Regions from separate parts of the Sus scrofa genome. Here region 1 is linked to region 2. The links are chromatin contacts, called in public Hi-C maps. All regions are on one chromosome and are shown on one strand. The core of a region is the stretch at or near the end of the contact, and the rest is flanking DNA. Distances in the headings are between cores, read along the strand shown. Region 1 overlaps LOC102164427 (a long non-coding RNA gene). Region 2 overlaps LOC102164427 (a long non-coding RNA gene).

Evidence for each region. Hi-C and Micro-C count contacts between places; a contact is called where the count stands out from the background.
Region 1: a contact with region 2 is called in a Hi-C map of retroperitoneal adipose tissue, with 1.7 times the contacts expected there. The contact joins two enhancer-like sites. A contact is called at or near these places in 8 of 47 Hi-C or Micro-C datasets (alveolar macrophages, embryonic fibroblasts, fetal skeletal muscle and 4 more) and 2 of 2 datasets of contacts at active chromatin or transcription factors (alveolar macrophages and skeletal muscle).

The regions. Positions count from the first base shown.
Region 1 is chr9:130,917,728-130,923,067 of Sscrofa11.1, forward strand. LOC102164427 (a long non-coding RNA gene) reads left to right here. Exons shown (of 3, transcript XR_002336041.1): 3 at 1-1,825. LOC110255533 (a long non-coding RNA gene) reads right to left here. Exons shown (of 3, transcript XR_002336042.1): 3 at 5,068-5,150. Among named protein-coding and RNA genes, the nearest start is that of NENF, 39 kb to the right of the region's middle. Within about 2 kb of position 2,269, at least 9 of the 83 cell types and tissues checked have an H3K27ac peak or open chromatin away from gene starts, as enhancers often do. A contact at or near this core is called in alveolar macrophages and retroperitoneal adipose tissue, where this site is marked.
Region 2 is chr9:130,843,034-130,848,418 of Sscrofa11.1, forward strand. All of the region lies in intron 1 of LOC102164427 (a long non-coding RNA gene), which reads left to right. Among named protein-coding and RNA genes, the nearest start is that of ATF3, 16 kb to the left of the region's middle. Within about 2 kb of position 3,293, at least 16 of the 83 cell types and tissues checked have an H3K27ac peak or open chromatin away from gene starts, as enhancers often do. A contact at or near this core is called in alveolar macrophages and retroperitoneal adipose tissue, where this site is marked.

The DNA.
Region 1 (5,340 bases), core at 1,019-3,518, 74 kb after region 2:
CAGAGAGAGGAAGCCAGCCAGCCTGGGGCCAGCCGATGGGGCATAGATACTTACTCCCGCTCCTCCCTCTCCCTCCCGACTCCTGCCCGACTGCCCACAAGCTGAGTGTGGCAAAGCCTGGGGCCGGAGCCAAGGACCCCTGTCCATATGTGGAGAAGACCAGCGATACTGCGTGCACGGGATGCCGTGTAAAATGCACAGTGCTTCTCTCTGCGATTCTCGCTTAATGAAGTCTTAAAACCCTGGAAGGGTGTGCCTGACACTGACATGACTGCCAGAAAGAGGCAGAACGTTTCGGAATGGCCCCAGGTCAGGGCTTCGGGTGGCAGCTAGTACCCATAGGAAGGCGTTGTCCGGCTTTCCCTGGCAACCAGGAGCGCACCCATTCTCCGGATGTGACCTTCCCGCCAGCCCAGAGGTGACCAGCAGTGGGGCTGAGCGCAGCCCACAGTGTTCCCAGGCGGGGGCTGAGGCCACAGAGGAAGAAGGGCAGGAGGGGAATGGGGGGGCGAGAGGAACCAAGGGGCTGTGGCCGGGACTCCCACACGGGGCAGTTGCCTCAGCTCCTCAAGGACAAAGGGCAGAGTTCTATTTCCAGCTCCCCGTGGGAGCGGGAGACGGCCTCCTCGCTTTCCACACACTTGCGGTCGGCTCACTAATCCTGGGCTACGTGTGGTTGTTCTGGACTCACACAAAAGCGTCTCTGAGCCTCTTTGCCACGGCCCCCACCACTGCCGAGCCCATTGCGGCGGGTCACATGCTGGCGACTCCACGCTGTCCTGGCCACGTGAGACCAGGCTCCAAGGCCGAGCCTCCTGAGCCCCAGAGCATCGGCCACGAGCCCTCTCAGCACCCACCTTCAGGGGCTCCATTCCCAGCAGACGCTTCTAGAAGGGAAATCACTTCCTCTGATGACTCAAACAAACAAACAAACATGCTCCTGATAACAGAGCCCCCTCTTTTTGCCCCCGCTGCCTCCTCAGGCAGTGGAAACAACTCTGCCTCCGCAGACCTGGGGCCTCGGGCTCTCGCATCCACCCGGAGGCGGAGGTGTTTACCTGGTAACAGGGTGGACGGCATGTTGCCCTTTGAACGCTCCTCCTGCAGAGTTCCCTCGTGTCTCTCTGCCACATTCCTGGTACTGGTCAGGGCCGGGCCAGAGTCTCACGGACACAGGGAAAGGTGGTTCCTGCCCGTACCCGTGGAACCTTGGCCCAGATCTGGGTGTTAGATCCCCAAAACGCCCCAAGGAAATGGCTCGCCCATGTCATCCCTCTTAAGTCAACTGAACAGGAAGCGGCTCCCTGACTGCTTCATCAGTCTTACCCAGGGCATCAATAAACCGTAAGTCAGAGGGAAAGAAAAGCGAAGCCCGAGAGAATCAGGTCTTCCCAGCGGTGTGCCCGCCGGCTTGGAACATGGCAGGTGGGAACCAGCGCCAGAGGCCGTGCCTGCTTGGCAGCCCTGCCTGGCTTCTCTTAATGCTTCCTGGCTCTGCCTTGATCCACGTGGGCCTCACTCCCTTCTCAGCGCCTTGCACTTCCCGCCACACTTGGGCAGGGGCGACCATCTCTCGACAACTTGAGAGGCAGCAGCTCTGTCTTGTTCATCTCGTGCTGGCCCAGATTTCCGTGCCCGTGCCTGGGCTGTCAGCACGCACCATGACATCTGTCTAGGGCTGGAGGAATGCATTTAACATTCGTTACAGCTAAATTTTTCAACGTGGAAAAAAACAATGAGGAGCTAGCCATGGCTTTCCAAACTTTGATGTTTGGGGAGTGAAAACCCTGACTCCAAAAAAAAAAAAAAAAATCGAACATAAGCCCCAAACTAAATAAAAGCAAAGCAGGAGGACACCCAAGTTTGCCAGGTTTAGCAAATAAAAATGCCAGATATACAGTGAAGATGGAATTTCGGAACAATAAATACTTTCAAAAGGATAAGTATATCCCAAATACTGCATGGGCCATACTTACCCTAAAAAAAACTCACTGGCTGTTTGATGTTTAAATTTAACTGGGTGTCCTGATGGTAACACGTGGGACCCTGCACACGTGGGACCCCAAGGACACCCTGGGGCTCTACAGTCTGGTTTGTGAACCACTGTTTTAGGACACTTTGTGACGCGTCCACGCCGCTGTCCTTGTCCCATCTCTGGAGCTGCTCTCCCTCTGAGCAGGCGCGAGGCCTCCTTCTGAGCACCTCTGCCTGGAGCCCAGGTGTCTGTGTGGGCCCCAGGCTGTGAGGAAAGGCGGCTGCTAAAAATGGGCTCAGGTTCCCAAAGCGTCAGTGTGTTAAGTGTCAAAATAACTCGATAGGCAGCCAACCCTTATGACAAAGCTTTGCCAGCTTGCGCAACCATTTCAAGTCAAACATAGATTTCTTCACACCTTGTTTTCACCAGAATCTTTTCCTGAGAGACTTTCCCTGAGAGACTGTTCCATGAAGGCACATGACGGAACCATGGCGGTTCTGCTTCCCTCTTCTTGCTCCCAGCCCACTCCTTCTGGGGTGAACACAGGGCCACCACATCCAAACCAGTCGTCCTGGTTCTGCAGGGTGGATCCTGGTGGCCTCTGTGGGACCAAGCGGAGATCATAGGGGAATGCCGCCCCGCTCTCTCTTGAGCGCCCCCAGAATAAGCAGTGAAGGGGCCCCTTGGAGCATCACGTGAACTCCTGAATGCCCTCTAGGAGAAGCTGGCTCTGGAGAGGGAGCACCGGGGTGGGCCCTTCCCAGGGGGCTGGTCCAGCATGTGGTCCTGGGGGGATGGTCAAACAACGCCCTAGGCCCACTGTCACCCAGGCTCGGCCCAGGGGATGCTCCGCCTTGGGGCTTTGACTCTTGGGGCTTTGACCCTTGGGGGAGAGGAGGGCAGTTAGAGCTGGTGCTAAAGGATGTCACTGGATGTCCCTCTGCAGCTCTCAGGTTCCATGCTTCCCAAACCAGCAGTGCTTTTGGGAAAATAGGGACACAGGAGTTCCCATCGTGGCTCAGTGGTTAACGAACCCGACTAGTAACCATGAGGTTGCGGGTTCGATCCCTGGCCTCGCTCAGTGGGTTAAGGATCTGGCGTTGCTGTGGCTGTGGTGCAGGCTGGCAGCTGTAGCTCCAATCGACCCCTAGCCTGGGAACCTCCATATGCCACAGGTGTGGCCCTAAAAAAAATACAGGAAAAAAGAAAAATAGGGACACAGGCACCACTTCTTCCAGATAAAAGCCACACAGGATCATGGTCCCACCACGGTGTGTGCAATGGCCAGAGAAATGTGGGCAGAAGGGGTGAGTGTCACTTCTGGGTGGAAATGGCCTTAAAATCCAGTTCATCTTTCACCACGTTTCCTCCCACTGTCACAGAAGCCAGCAGCTCTCCAGATGGTGGCCACTCCATCTGGGTCCTGGAATAAGGACAACTCAGGGGAGAGTCCAAAGCCAAGTCTAGGTGACCACTGGAGTCAACTAGGAAGAAACATCTGTGGCGCCAAGCCCCTGAGAGGCAGGGGCTGTTTGTTATTGCAGCATAACCTCTTCCCTCGGGCTGATACCCAGGCCTTGTTCCACACCTCCCGAATCTCAGTCTCCATGGGAGCCTGAGCGGAGGCATTCTTCCAAGTGTCACTCACACACTTGTGACTTTGGGGATCAGCCAGGTTTGGGGAGCCCCACTTTGCTCCACACTGATTCTGGGGGGTGGCCCTGAACTGTAGGGTTGAATGGTGGCCTCCCCCAAAATGGACCCACATCCCAACCCCTGGGACCTGTGAATGTTACGTTACTTCAGAGAAGCATCTTTGTAGGTATAATTAAGAATCTTAAAAAGAAGAGAGCACCCTGATTATCCAGTAGGTACCATGACAAGTGTCCTTATGTAGAGCAGGCAGAGGGGGATTTGAAACAAAGGGAACAGAGGATCCAGAGGCAGAGACCGGAGTAAGGCAGCCACAGGCCGAGGAACACCGACCACAGACAGAAGCTCGAGGAGGCAAAGAATGCATCCTCGCCTAGAACCTCAGTGGAGAGTCTGGCCCTGCTGACACCTGGATTTGGGGCTGCTGGCTTCCAGAACTGTGAGAGAATACATTTCTGTTGCTTTAGGCCACCGTGTCTGTGGTACTTTGTTACAGCTGCCAGTGGACAGTGTCCACTCACCCCAGGGGTGCTCCCAGTCTCACAAGGCAAATCAGGGCTGTACCAGAGAGGGCTGGGCAGCAGGGATTAGAGGCAAGGCAGCCAGAGCTGGGCTTCCTGCTTGGGAAACAGGCTCGTTGGAGGGGAAGTTGGAGCCGCTTAGTGGAGAAGGGAGAGAAGGATGCTTTGGAAAAGGGACTGGTAGCTGTGGACACCAGGATGGGGGCCTGGCGGGTACTCCAGTCACAAAAGAGTCACAGGATCGGCGCTGGGGATGATCGAGTGGAACAGGAGAGATGGCAAACTTGGCCTTGAAACCCATGCTGGCCTTTCTTCATATCACTATTTACAAAAGCCAGAATGGTAATTTGAAAAATTGCCTAGGATTTCACCATAAGCCAAGACGGTTAAATTCAAAATTGTATCTATGCCCTGACCACAACCACAAATTTCATGTATATAATGCATACATAATTTATATATACAGAGATATTAAACCATAAGAAAATTATGGGATAGACTTAGGAATTTTTTCTTTAATTTTTTTATTGTTCTTGAAGTTGCAACACTTTAATAAACAAAAGTCCAAAATGAGAAGTTTTGGGTTAATATGGAAATAATAATGAGCTACTGAGTGTTCTTGAGAAAGGGTGGGTAAGGGTGGCAAAGAGGAAAGGTGATAAAAACGTCAAGGGAGGTAGTGGCACAGTCCTGCGTGTAAAGGAGCGGAGAGGCGCGGCAGAGGCCTGCAGACCCAGAAACGGTTGCGCAGCATTGCAGAAGGGAGGCCCACCCAGCGACCGGTGTGAGGACGCAGCAGGGCTGGAGCCCAGCCTGCAGCCGGGGCCTCCCAGCGCTCTCAGCCTCCCGGGGCTGCCGCCAGACGCCCGCTGCGCTCTACTGCCCTCTAGTGGCCAAAGCCGGAAAGCCAGTCAAGCCTTTGAGGGCTGCCTCCTAGGAGTCCGAGCGTTGTGGGAGCGCAAAAAGGAAGCACCTGGCTCTACCGGATCCGGGAAAGCGACCTAGAGGACACGATGCTTCCACTGAGCATGGTAGTTCTCAATAAGGGGCCCAGTCCAACTGGCAGAGATGTGGCAGGCAAGGCATAAACAGGGACACGGGCAATAGCATAAAGGCTTGAGCCTGTATTGCATCACCAGGGAATGCAGGGTATTTGGTAGGACTGGCCAGCAGGGCTTGTAGAGGATGGTA
Region 2 (5,385 bases), core at 2,043-4,542:
AATAAATAAATAAAAAATATTTTTAATATCCTATTTTAAAATATTGATATTGATATATTTTTTCAATTATATAATATTGGATTACTAGAATTATAAATAAGTACAAAAAATTATTAGTCTTCCTTTACTTATGAAAATAAAATGTTTTGTACCTAAATTGTAAATTGTATTTTAAATTTTATTTTATTTTTAGTTGGGTAGTTAAGATTTTTTTTTTTAAGTCAGATGTACTGAGGTAATTTACATGTAGTAAAACTCATCCTTTTAGGTATAAAATTCTAGGAATTTTAACGAACACAGTCACATAATCATTCCCAAAGACAGAACAATCCCACTACCCTAGAAAGCTCACTTGTGCCTCCTTGTAGTCAATCTCTTTCCTGAAAATAGAATTTTAAATTAAATTAGTAAGACTTTTAAAAACATACCTGATATACTGGTTGGGGGGGGGGCCATTGCTGCCGTAAGCTTGATGAGAAGAAAAATGTAATTGAAACACACCTTAGGAGTTCCCGTTGTGGCGCAGATGGTTAACGAATCCGACTAGGAACCACGAGGTTTTGAGTTTGATCCCTGGCCTCGCTCAGTGGGTTAAGGATCCACCATTGCCGTGAGCTGTGGTGTAGGTCACAGACGAGGCTCGGATCCCGCATTGCTGTGGCGGCTACAGCTCCGATTCAACCCCTAGCCTGGGAACCTCCATATGCCGCGGGAGCGGCCCTAGAAAAGGCAAAAAGACAAAAGGAAAAAAAAGTGAAATTTTGTTTCTACCCTCCTGAAATATGTCGTCTTCATTTGTTAATTACCTCTCTTCCACAGAAAATAAGCCAAAATGTTTGGTAAATAAATTTTCCTTTCATTTGAATAATTTCAAGCTGAGGAGAGAGTTATCTGAGAAAGACTTAGATTTTCTCAAGTAAATATTGAGAGTATTAGTCATACTGGATTAAAACTTAAAGCTAAGGTAAAAACCTGTTTTTGAGTTGGATGTATATTTGAATACTATGTTTGTCATTTAGCTATGAAACTTCAGGCAAATTCATTTCTCTTAACAGTTTTCCTGTCTATAAACTTCACAATGAAAAGTGAAGCAATATGCATGTTCCATCAGAACTCTGTGAGGAGAAATTTGAGATTAAAGCACTTGGCACAGTGTCTTGCTCATAGCCTAGTTCTTTTTTTTTAATTAAAAAAAGTTTTTCTTGTAGTATTTACAAAATTGTGTTAGTTTCAGTTGTACAGTGAAGTGATTCAGATATATATATATATTTTTCAGATTATTTTCCATTATGAGTTATTACAAGATATTGAATATAGTTCCGTGTGCTATACAGTAAGTCCTCGTTTATCTATTTTATATATAGTAGTGTGTATCTCTTAATTCCAAAGTCTTAATTTATCCTTCCCCCACTTTGCCCTTTGGTAACCATAAGTTTATTTTCCGGGTCTGGGTCTGCTTCTGCGTATAAGCGACATCATATGATATTTGTCTGTCTGACTTCACTTCATAATGATAATCCCCAGTTCTATCCATGGTGTTGCACATGGCATTGGTTCATTCTTTTTATGGCTGAGTAGTATTCCGTTGTATAAATGTACCACATCTTCTTAATCCTTTCATCTGTTGACGGACATTTAGTTTGCTCCCATGTCTTGGCTATTGTAAATAGTGCTGCTGTGAACATTGGGGTACATATATCTTTTCCAATTAGAGTTTTCTCTGGATATGGGATTGCTGGGTCATATGGTAATTCTATTTTTTAAAATTTTTATTTATTTTTTATTTTATTTTATTTTATTTTTTGGTCTTTTTGCCATTTCTTGGGCCGCTCCCACGGCATAGGGAGGTTCCCAGGCTAGGGGTCCAAGCAGAGCAGTGGCCACGGCCTACGCCAGAGCCACAGCAGTGCGGGATCTGAGCCGCGTCTGCAACCTACACCACAGCTCAGGGCAACGCCAGATCGTTAACCCACTAAGCAAGGGCAGGGACCGAACCCGCAACCTCATGGTTCCTAGTTGGATTCGTTAACCACTGCGCCATGACAGGAACTCCGGTAATTCTATTTTTAGTTTTCTGCGGAACCTCTATACTGTTTTCCATAGTGGCTGCTCTGATTTACGTTCCCACCAACAGCATAGGAGGGTTCTCTTTTCTCCACACCCTCTCCAGTATTTGTTATTTGTAGACTTTGTAATGATGGCCATTCTGAGCGGTGTGAGCTGGTAGCTCAATGTAGTTTTGATTTGCATGTCTCTAATAATTAGAGATGTTGAGCATCTTTTCATGGGCCTACTGGCCCTCCGTGTGTCTTCTTTACAGTGCTTTTTTAGATCTTTGCTTTCTAAAAACCAACTGACCAGCTAGTTGAAATATTAGCATATTACTTCTCACCTCTTCTCACCTACTTCTCACCTCTCCTAGTCAGTGAGCTCCTTAAGTGAGAGATTGTATCTTTTCGCATATGAAACCTTAGAGCTTAAGGAAACAAGGAAAACACCCAGTAAATTCTTGTTGAGTGGATTTGAATGCCTAGCAAATAGCTACAAAGGGTGAATAATATCACCAGTATTTTGGAGTGAATCCAATAAGGCTCTTTACTCTTACCCTTTTTACCCTTGTGTAGGCATGGTCTAGTTTTGCCTGTGTGCTTGGGGTGTGTGTGTGTGAGATGTGAGTGTTTCTGTGAGGTACCCATCTTACAAACCCACCCTCTCTTCCGTCTCTAGTTCAGAATCAGAAAGATTCGAGGGACCGTCGTAACATTCCCACACCTTTCGTTAAGCAAAGTGTCTTTAAGTAGTGCATGTCCGTTGACCATTTTTCCCGAGTAAAGATGTATGATTCCTTTACGATGGATTTACAGTTTCATTGGATTAATTAGAGAAAAAAGATAAACATAAAACCACCTTGAAAAGAGGGCATTGGCATAGAATAGAGCAGATAGCAGACCACTAGCAATAAACATTCTAAGGGAGGAGGGGCAGGAGTACAGCCCAAGCATGGACAGGGAGACCTGGATTCTGGCACTGGTGCCCCTTGGGCTACCTCTGAGACCTATACTGGTCCTTGGATCCCTGTTTGTGTCCTCATCTGGAAAATGAGGGGGCTCAGTGACCTTTAAGATTCCTTCCAATTCTGTGGGTCTTTGCTTCAGATGACTTTAAAGAAGGGAGTACTTGATTGCCAAAACTTAAGCCTTAAGCCTGTTTTGCATTGCTCTGTTGTGCCTTCCCTGCATCATTGTGATGTAAACATGAGTCTTCAGAATTTCCATTTTCCAGATGGGAGTCTGAGTCGGGTGACTTTGGGTCATATGATAGATTGCCTAACCTCATTTTAGGCAGCTTCCTTAGATCATCATATGTTTAGGAGGAAAACAAGCTAGTCTCTTCAAGACAAGAGAGCTTATTCTGTACCACTGTTGTGTTGGCCTAATCAGTTATTCCCTACTTTTTCAGCCAGATTAAATTGAGTAATCTCACTTTTCACATTTCCCCCCCAGTTTCTCTTATTTGCAGTGTTCTTAGAGCAACTGCAAAGTAAAAATCCCTGTTCATGCTTCATGGACTATGTTCCTATCATAATTCCCTTTTTCCTCCACAGTGAACTCCCAGGTTTTATTCGCCTTCCAATATTAGAGCACTCTTCCGGATTCTTGATATTTACCCATCTCTTCTCCACCCTGAACACTGGATCTCTACTCCTTCCATCAGCATTTAATTAAATTTATTTATTTATTTATTTGGTTACACCGTGGCATTCGGAAGTTCCCAGACCAAGGCTCAAACCTGAGCCATAACAGTGACAATGCCAAGTCCTTAACCGATAACCCCCCCAGGGAATTTCATCAGCATTTTAAAAGCTTTGAGGGACAGACCATTAGGTAAAGCGCAAGGACACTAAACCTTGCCCAGTTTCCTGCATACACTAATGCTGGTTTTTCAAATGGAAGAATGAATAATGTGCAAACAAATTCAGGCAGTGGAAGAAGTAAATCTTCTCACTCCAGACCCTGAGTCCTTCCTTCTAGAAGTAAGGCTTTTGGGTTTTCTGCTGTAATTTCTATTTTTCAAATAAACCATATATTATCTTTGGTTTAAGCTGCTTTCTCTAAGTGAAAATTACTAGCCTGTTTCTTTCAAGCAGTGTACACAAACCTGATTTATTACCATTGTTTAACACATTTCCATGCTTGATTTTCAAGGTGAACTACAGATTAAAAACCAAATTATATTAGGAATGAAAAAGGATGAGAGGAACACCAAACTGAAAGTAAAGACTTCATTTTGGTATAGGCTCTACCACTTAAGTCAAGTGAATTTATAAGAGCTGTCCCCTCTTTAATTCTGTAATCCTATGAGTTTTTACACCGATACCTACATTTAAGTAATAGAATCCTCCAGAATCATAGTGATCCATGTGATTCTTCTGTTAACTTTTTTTTTTTTTTTTTTTTGTATTTTTTATATTTAGGGCCACATCTGTGACATGTGGAGGTTCCCAGGCTGGGGGTCAAATAGAGCTGTAGCTGCCGGCCTGTACCACCAGATCCACAGCCTTGCCAAATCTGAGCTGCATCTGTGACCTACACCATAGCTCATGGCAATGCTGGATCCTTAACCTACTAAGCAAGGCCAGGAATTGAACCTGCGTCCTTATGGGATTGAACCTGCGTCCTTATGGATGCTAGTCAGACTTGTTTCCACTGAGCCACGACCGGAACTCCTGATTCTTCTGTTATTGACAGAAGGTATGAAACTGTTTTTGGAGAGCCAGTATACACCAGATTTGATGCTAATAAATTACTTTATTTAGTTTAAAGAACAAGGGGATAAGCTTGTTTTATGTGTGATGAAATAGAAATAATTTCAAGATAAATTGTTATGTTTTTTAAAAAGGTAAAATACATGTGAGTATGAATGGCTTGTTCCCAGTAATGTTTTTTTTTTTTTTTTTTTAAAAGTAGGTCCTTGTATATGCCTTAAACAATTCTAGAAAGCTACACAAGAAAATGTTATCTGTGGTTAATTCTGATAAATGTCACTGGGGGTTAGGAATGAAGTTTTACTAAATCTAAGTGTAAAAGATTTTTACTTGTCATTTTATATTCTTTTGCACTTCTTTTAAAAACCAAGGGCAGGTATTGACCTAGTTCTTATATCCCCTTTAGGAGAAAGGAAATAAGAGGACATTTTGAAGAGCTAAGGGAATCGGTATTTGTAGTACAATTCATTTCATTGTCTTCTTTATGTGAAGAAATGATATTAAAGTAGAAGAAAAGATGGTTACCTAAGTATAGATAAGCCCATAGGGGCTTTTTTGGTTTTTGTTTGTTTGTTTAAGAAGGGTTAGAGACAACCAAAATGTCCTAGGCAACCTAGATC